2 separate regions of the Bombyx mori genome follow, and region 1 is linked to region 2. Evidence: chromatin contacts called from public Hi-C data. All regions are on one chromosome and are shown on one strand. The core of a region is the stretch at or near the end of the contact, and the rest is flanking DNA. Distances in the headings are between cores, read along the strand shown. Region 1 overlaps LOC101742362 (synaptotagmin-7). Region 2 holds the start of LOC101742228 (MAP kinase-activated protein kinase 2).

Region 1 (4,069 bases), core at 507-3,006, 160 kb before region 2:
AGCTCATCTACTCGTTAAGGTTACGCTGAAATGGTCTCTCAAGACCATCGGCTTATTGCTTATTAGTGGACGAACTCACAGTCCACCTGGTGTTAAATGGTTACTGGAGCCCATAGACATCTACAAAGTAAATGGGCCATCCACCTTGAGTTAAAAGTTCTAAGGTACAACACAGGATCGAATCTAAGCGATAATATTAAAGATTTTCTTAGTGAATATAATACAAACAAAGTTGATACGCCTTGTAGAAGTCGAAAACATACTCTTTACACACTTCGGCAGAGGGCTCTTCAGCAAAAGTGATCTAAAAGAACACTCGATATTCCACGTACTCTCTGAGTCTGAGGTAGAATGAGGTCTAAGTATTTACCCCTTTAAACTGTGGTAGAACTCATACGAGTGATTTATGGAGACGAATAGTCAAGAGAATAAAAAAAAAAAACATGTGTGCAATTCACACGTGGTAGAAGTGAAACCTTCCAAAATTAAAATACAATTATCCTAAACGTCTTAAGTATATGTAAAATTTTGTCATTAGTAAATAATTGTAAGGTAGCGCCCTCTGTGAATTGATATTTTAATTTCACGTTAAATTAAAATTCACTACAAGAGCTTTCATACACACGTTAGTATTAAAAAATCTCACAGATGGCGCTGTATTAAATAGTATGTATATTTCTGTCTCATTCTTTGCCGGCTTCATCCTACATATTTTTGTATTTGTGTCTCTTACCTGTCGTTTTTTCCGTTGCATCCGGTTTGAAATCACAACGATTCTAAAGAAGTTTTCACTTCAATAATAAATAATCCATAAAACCTCTTGAAAGTCGTAGAATCGAACAAATAAAGGTTTTATGGAGGTTTTAAACTGAACAATTACCACTAATATGGTTCGATTCATGACTGTGAGCTATTTCTTTTTATCGTTTTTAACAGTAACAATTGTAGCTTAGACTTTATTATTTATTAATCGTGAACTGTCAGACCTGTGCTGATAGCTTTGAGAGGCTATTTCAGCTTCTCCTTGACGTGAAGGTGAGCTCACGGGGCTCAAACCGGGAGTGTTGCTAACACTGGCCCTAGCAAGAGCAGTGCTTTGCAGAATCTAACACCGGATCGGAAACGCGACCCACTGAGAAGATCCGGCAAGAAACTCAGTGGGCTGGTATTCATGAAATTCATTTTTCATTTTATACAATTCAATAACAATTTCTTCAGCTATTTGAATGGAGTAAACTTAATTATTGAAGATCAATTAAAAATATGATGATATTGATGCTAATACCAAATAAAAAGCACCTTTAATTACGAAGATTAATGTCGCGTATTGAGTGAATGTCGCTTTCACCCTTCGAATTACTTAAATAATTTGTTTTTAACGACGCAAAAAGCTATGAGATTCAGAAAAAAATTGTTGTCACACGTAATAAAGAGCGGCCTCTAGTGAAATAAGCTGGTAGCTTTTGACACTGCCACCTATGAAATAATAACAAAACTAAAAAATACATCACGACAAGCTAGTGCGAAATAAATACAATAGGTGGCGCTATTTACGAAAATCATCGTAAATTTGTTATATTTACAAACAGGAAATTAATTTTAAATAAACTGGACACGTATAAAATTGATTTCACTTATATTTGTCTAAAAAAATTTGTTTTATTTTCTAAAACGAGTCTGTGTAATTAAAAAAACTAGTAATTTAATTTAACACGAGATGTCGCTTATTATATCTTTAGTTCGCTGCTATGTTTCATAGATGGCAGTAATACTTACTTTTGCGACAATGTTCATTGTTTCAGAATTAACAAAAAGATTTTGCTATAATGAGTAAGCACTCTTGTCATTTATTAATCGATTAAAATAGTCAATGTAATAATTATGTATTTTCGGATCGATTGGTAGCAAGTTCCTATTAACTTTCCTAACCTAATACTATCACTTTAAAAAAACCTCAATCGCTTTGTTTCGACGTGAAAGAAGGGCAAACCAACAAACAACACATTTTCACATTTATCATATTAAAATTATGGAAAAAATGCTTCAAAATTACACGTATATTGTATAGTAAGTATTTATATAACTATTGTTTATAATTATGTGCGTTCAATTTTCAGTCTGAATATTGTTAGCAGGACGTAGTCCATTGCAGTATAAATATTATTGTATCAGAGTTTCTCCAGATAAAAACAGTTATTTAAATGTCTTTAATAATAAAATGCCAATTGTAGAACCAAAAATGGAGGAAACGAAACAAACCATCGAAAGATGAAACAGAGTAAGTTCTTCTCTTTGCCACGCTGTAATGGATATATGGGGATTATAACCCAAGGGAGAGTCGATGTCGGGCAGGCCGGTCGTAAAGCTCATGTAAAAACCCCATGTATCATGAATAATCATGATACGTTACTCCGATCCCACATGATACGGTGTAAAAGCAAGAAGATGAAGCAATTCTGAAATCAGTAAAAGTGTATAGTGACAAAAAAAAACCTCAGAATGATTGCTGTTATAGATAAAAAAAAATGAAACACTAATTTATCTAACAACACAACTATACAACTGCAAAACCACTAATACAAACTAAGTCTCTATTAAACATTAAGAAGACATGTAGAACTTATAGAACATTACCAACTGCCTTTTTGTCATCGATACGACATGCCTAAAATTTCCGAGAACATTCTTGACAGGTCGAGTAGTTTCAGTATGTGTTTCCATTGTTTTATAATAGATGGCGTTGAACTTCTCGAGCTTTCTCAATTTTACTAATTCTTTTGATATTCCTTTTGCTATTCGACGATATATGACGTTACTCTTACCGGCGTAACAGTATTTAGTAGTCTTCACGTAAATATTGCAGAACGAAATTGGCGAAGCAATAACAAAAAACATGCTTAAAAAAGGTTTTACTCTAGATGAATACAAATTTCAGGGTTTTAAAATTGCCTTTATAGGCGGACGAGCTATTGGCCCATCCAATTTAGAGTGCTCACCGTCACTCATAAAGCTTAGCAATGCCAAAGTCAGCTGCTGCTTACCGCTATGTAGTCTCCGCAAACCTCGAAAAAGGACATGTCATAACGATAAGGTAGTAACTGTGGAAGGAAATTCTTGCTAAAGCATAATGGTGCGTGGCAAAAACGTGGTCAACCCACAGACACAGCTCACTGAGTTTCTCGCCGGATATTCTCCGTGGGTCGCGTTTCCGATCCGGTGGTAGATTCTGCGAACTACTGCTCTTGCTAGGGCTAGTGCTAGTAACCTCTCCTGGTTGAGCCCTTGCTCGCTCACCTACATAAAAAAGAGCTCCCGTAGTAGGTGGTGCGAAATGACAAGATCATCTCTGGCAATTCCTCCTGAATCGTATTCGCGTGCCCATTAATAAAGAATACTAGAATATAAAAACTTAAATTGAACCAGCCAATTTCGTAAATTGCCTCCACGCAAAACGTTCAACTTCGGAGTCGCAAATGCAATGTGTACTTACCGTACTATCAGGCTATGTAGGCAACACCGATGAAAGAGACAATTATACACGCGCCCGCGTACGAGGGAGCGAGTCGACAACAGTTTTCATCAATCGATCACGTTGTCATGGCAACGGTACATTCAAGCACAAAAGCGCTAAGAAACATCCTTTTGTTTTTAGCTGTTTTTCTTAAACGCTGCTTGTATTTGTATTAAATTATCAATAATTCTTAAAGGATACGATTCATTTATAGACATTCAATTCAAGGGTGAAGCAAAACAATGACAGAGATCCGAATTAGTTCTCAAACTAATTGAACCTTCAACCGCATAGCCCGAGGAAGGCAGGATCAAGTATTCTGTGAATCTTCTTATTATAATTATACCATAACCTATCACTATCTTACTGATTTTTTTGTACCTATTCGTTGGTAGCCTAAGGGGCTATTCTAGCCAGCTATTCCAGGCGGGTTCACGGGCTCAACCTGAGAGAGCTTATTAACACTGGCCCTAGCAAGAGCTGTGCTTCGCAGAATCTACCGCCAGATCGGAATCACGACCTACTGAGAAGATCCAACGAGAAACTCAGTGGGCTGTA
Region 2 (4,128 bases), core at 1,261-3,760:
TCTGCCATTAAACCTCCCACAAGATAAACAAATAAGTAAACGCACTGATTTATTGATCTGTACCAAAATTCTATTATCTACATTATCATATTACGCACGCGTTCGACTTCAAAAATATTGATATCTATGGTCCTGTATTGATTTTTTGTCTACATAATACTGGTGATAGGACGTCTTTTGAGTCCGCACGGGTAAGTACCACCACGCTGCCTATTTCTGCCGCGAAGCAGTAATGCGTTTCGGTTTGAAGGGCGAGGCAGCAGTTGTACTTTAGCTGAGACCTTAGAACTCATATCTCAAAGGGTGTGGCCGCATTTACGTTGTACATATCTATGAGCTTCGGTAACCACTTAGCACCAAATGGGCCGTGAGCTCGTCCACCCACCTAAGCAACAAAAAAGTAAAAATTGCTTCAACTCAAACTTGCATCGCCCCCAAAGTGTAACCAAGTCCAAGACCCAATTAAATTAACCGCTATTCTACATAATTATCCAGCATAAAAACAATATAGTAATTAAGCTCAACAAGCATTTCAACGCTGCTATTTAAGTGTTCAATTTAAAATAGATCGATAATACTGCGTCTCATTTACACTGTGTTACACAGTGGGCGTATTAAGTAACTCCATAGCATTCGCCAAACATAGGACGATACCGATTTCTTTTCGAAAGTTCAAAACGCCACCACGATTAACCTTAAAGGATTACATTACGAAGCGCGCTCTCTCTCGTCGCAGAATCAACCCAGGGCAGTGAATGAAAGTACAAATTTTAACTGATTAAAAGAGAGAAGGTAGTTCTCAGTTCGAATTTGTTTCAGAACTTGTTTTCTAGATGAATCAATTTTGATGATCATTTTCTTTGTTTAAAGTTCGCATCTCGTGTAACATCTGACTATTAATAGTGCTTAAGTTATCTTTAGTAATGCATATTTAATTGACTTGGACTGCATAGATGATATCCTAATTTTATTCTGTTGAAATCAATTTTCGCTTTTGTTAATTAATTGCATTATGTAATAATGTTTTATGACTGATCGTAACTTAAGTTTGGTATTCTTAAATGAACGGAAAATTTTCGATGACTGCCCCAGCCATTTACCAGCAGAGATAGGCATATGACGACGTCTCTGACTCTAACGCTGAGACGTCACACAGGTTTCGGAGCTTCTCGGCAAGTCTGATCCCGATCCGGTAGTGGAAGCATTCGCGAAACAGCTATCCTGGAGCTATCGGATATCCTTCGCAGGCACTCAGGCAGCTGTTGTCATATCCCACACGTCTTGGCTGAGCCCATGTGCCCGCACCCGTCTCGGCGAAGTTGGAAGGCCTTCGGGTCACCAAAGATCAAATCTAATAATGAAAACATACAGTGCGACGCTACCTACTCGTTACTAAGAACTTTCCATTAATAGACGGATTTAGGTATTTGTCTTGATATTTTATCCAGCGTAAATGATGTTCGAATTTGACATCGCTTACATTACCGTGTGCTTAGTGCGAGCTTTTTAACCTTCTCGATAACATAAAAGTTAACTAAAACTGTATGCAGTTGGAACGTTTGCCGACTATATAATTTATTTAAATTAGTATTAGTGAATTGAAGAACGTTTGTACTAGATTCGTTTGCTCGTCTGCCAACATGAGCAATAAAAAAAATGCAAAATTCAAAACCACACCAAAACAGTTCACAAATAAAAACGAACATAAAACAAAGTATTAAAATGTAATATTGTGAAATCAGATGTGTTTCGTTGACACAATAAACATCCGGGTCAAGGCCTTTGTGCCCATCATGGAAGTCACTTAGCGTGAAGGTACAACGCAAGTAAAATATGAAATCTGTCTTTTTTTATTTCTATCTGCTCATTCTGCCAGTACAACCAGATATTGCACGTGCCTGTTACATAAGTTAATAAATAAGTTTCAAATTAGCGTAATTATTCATGTTTATTTTGTATGATCTCGAATGTACTAGCGTTTGTGACTTGTGTACATGTAGTGACATCTATCTGCCATAATCATAAATTATTAAGCTGAGCGAAGAGAAACCAATTTTAATAGTCATGCAATCCAAAATAATGGCATTTCGTGACAGATTAAATTTCATAAAGTACATGCTTGTCGGCAACAGATGTCGCTTTAGAAGTCGAACGACAATTCATCTTTTCTTATAACATAATTTAAATAAAAGAATTAATTTATGTTTTGGTATTGTTAACTTTTCTAATAGTTGCAAAATTAAAATTAATCCTGTTGTCCAAAATTGTAATTGTCAAATGTATTATCGAATAATCAAAAAAATCCTTATCCACGATCTTGTGTAGCCATATCTTTAAAATTGAATTAAGTATTAGAATTTTTTTAGTTTACATTCCCTACAAGTTATATATGAGCCAATGACAATATTTAACAATTAGAAATTTAAAAATATTATGTACGTTTTGTGTTAAATATATTAATAGGGCGCTCATTTATTTCTAAAACTTTGTCATTTTCATTCTGATATTTTTATATCTTTCGTCTGACAACACAGCAGTTTTGCTCAATCAACGCTGCAGCGAGTAGCGGGGTTCGTGTGTAGAATTTGTCATTCGTACAAATTTAGATAACAAAATCACGAAATTAGGTGAAAACGTTGTGATCGAATATAAATAACGGCAGTTAATTTCGTTTTGGTGTGTAATATAGACAGTGTCGTTCTAAACCCTGTGCTATTGTGTGAAAAAAGTGGTAAAACACGAATGCTTAATCTCGAAAGTGTTACAAAATGAGTAATTTCGCGAAAATTGTCAAAACTACGCCGATTACAGATGATTACGACATCTCAAATACAGTCCTCGGCCTTGGGATCAATGGAAAGGTTCGTTTTATTTATAAATTTATCAGGAGAAACGGTTGATTTGACTGACGAGAACAATGTTTACAATTATGACGTAAACGTATAAAATTAGCTTACCTTACCCGCACACCTTTAATGTGACTTATCATACTATTATCACCGTCTATTGGCGCGAATGCAATTAGGCTCCGTGCTTACCTACTAAATTTGAGCTTTATCTCAAAGATTTCAAAATCCGAAGAAAACAATTTGAAATAATGCAAAATGGCGCAATTTTACCTCGTAGGAACACTGTATTGCACATCACATCTAACAACACCACAGTTTAATTCATAAAATTGTGAAATAACTTTTCCACATTGTATATAGACAAATAATCATGAGTCATGCTAAAAAAAACAGTTTGAGAATTATCACTGGAGGTTCTTGGTAATTGTTCTTACATTATCAATATGTATGAGCAACTATGACCTGTAAGATAATTCATTCAATGCACATATATTATTTAATTGACAAATTTATTTAAATTTCTCTAAATACTTCATACACCAACATGTGTCTGTGATTTTGAACAAAAATATAGAAACTTGATGCTTTGATATGTAACATTGCTCTCTATGACATAATAAATGCCAAATTTATCAATCTAGCTATATTTATTTTATTAATAGAACAAAAGCCACTACAGCCTACAGGAACAAAATGCATTAAGTTATATTGATGGATGAGATTATGCCCACATTCAAATCAGGTTAGAAATACAATATATTTGTAATAGTAAATTATATGTTACAATATTATTATTATATACAATATTTATTTTAATATATAAGATGTCTTGTCTCGTATATAACATAAATTGTAAAGCAAGACTACACAGTGAAGGAATGACATAATTAAAAATTGAGCTCCAAGATCTATAACCAATTATTAAGAGAAGATATTTTAAACTTAGCTACTGCCACCACAATTTAGATAAGTTTTATTATTATAAACCACAATGCTGTCTATTTTTATATATGTCTTTTATATTTATATAGTTTAGCTATATCTTTAACGCAATGACATAATATAATTAAGAAATTGATCTCATGTCTTAGAATGCATGCAGTCCTTAACACTGTGGTGTAGCTATATACCCTTCAGTAACCACTCCAATATCAGGAGAACCTCAATATCACCAGTCTACATGTTTTAAAAACCTAAAAGACCAGATCTCTTTATAAATTTATGCACAAGAGTACACTGGCAGACTTAATGCCTAAGGCATTCTCTATCAGCCAACCAA

What was found. Hi-C and Micro-C count contacts between places; a contact is called where the count stands out from the background.
Region 1: a Hi-C map of posterior silk gland shows a contact between it and region 2, with 2.6 times the contacts expected there. The contact joins the enhancer-like site here to the promoter of LOC101742228 in region 2. A contact is called at or near these places in 3 of 7 Hi-C or Micro-C datasets (middle silk gland, midgut and posterior silk gland).

Annotation. Positions count from the first base shown.
Region 1 is chr23:18,887,313-18,891,381 of ASM3026992v2, reverse strand. All of the region lies in intron 3 of LOC101742362 (synaptotagmin-7), which reads left to right. Among protein-coding and RNA genes, the nearest start is that of LOC134201041, 12 kb to the left of the region's middle. Within about 2 kb of position 1,756, at least 6 of the 8 cell types and tissues checked have open chromatin away from gene starts, as enhancers often do.
Region 2 is chr23:18,726,804-18,730,931 of ASM3026992v2, reverse strand. LOC101742228 (MAP kinase-activated protein kinase 2) reads left to right here and starts at 2,510. Exons shown (of 8, transcript XM_012694392.4): 1 at 2,510-2,861. The coding sequence starts at 2,769.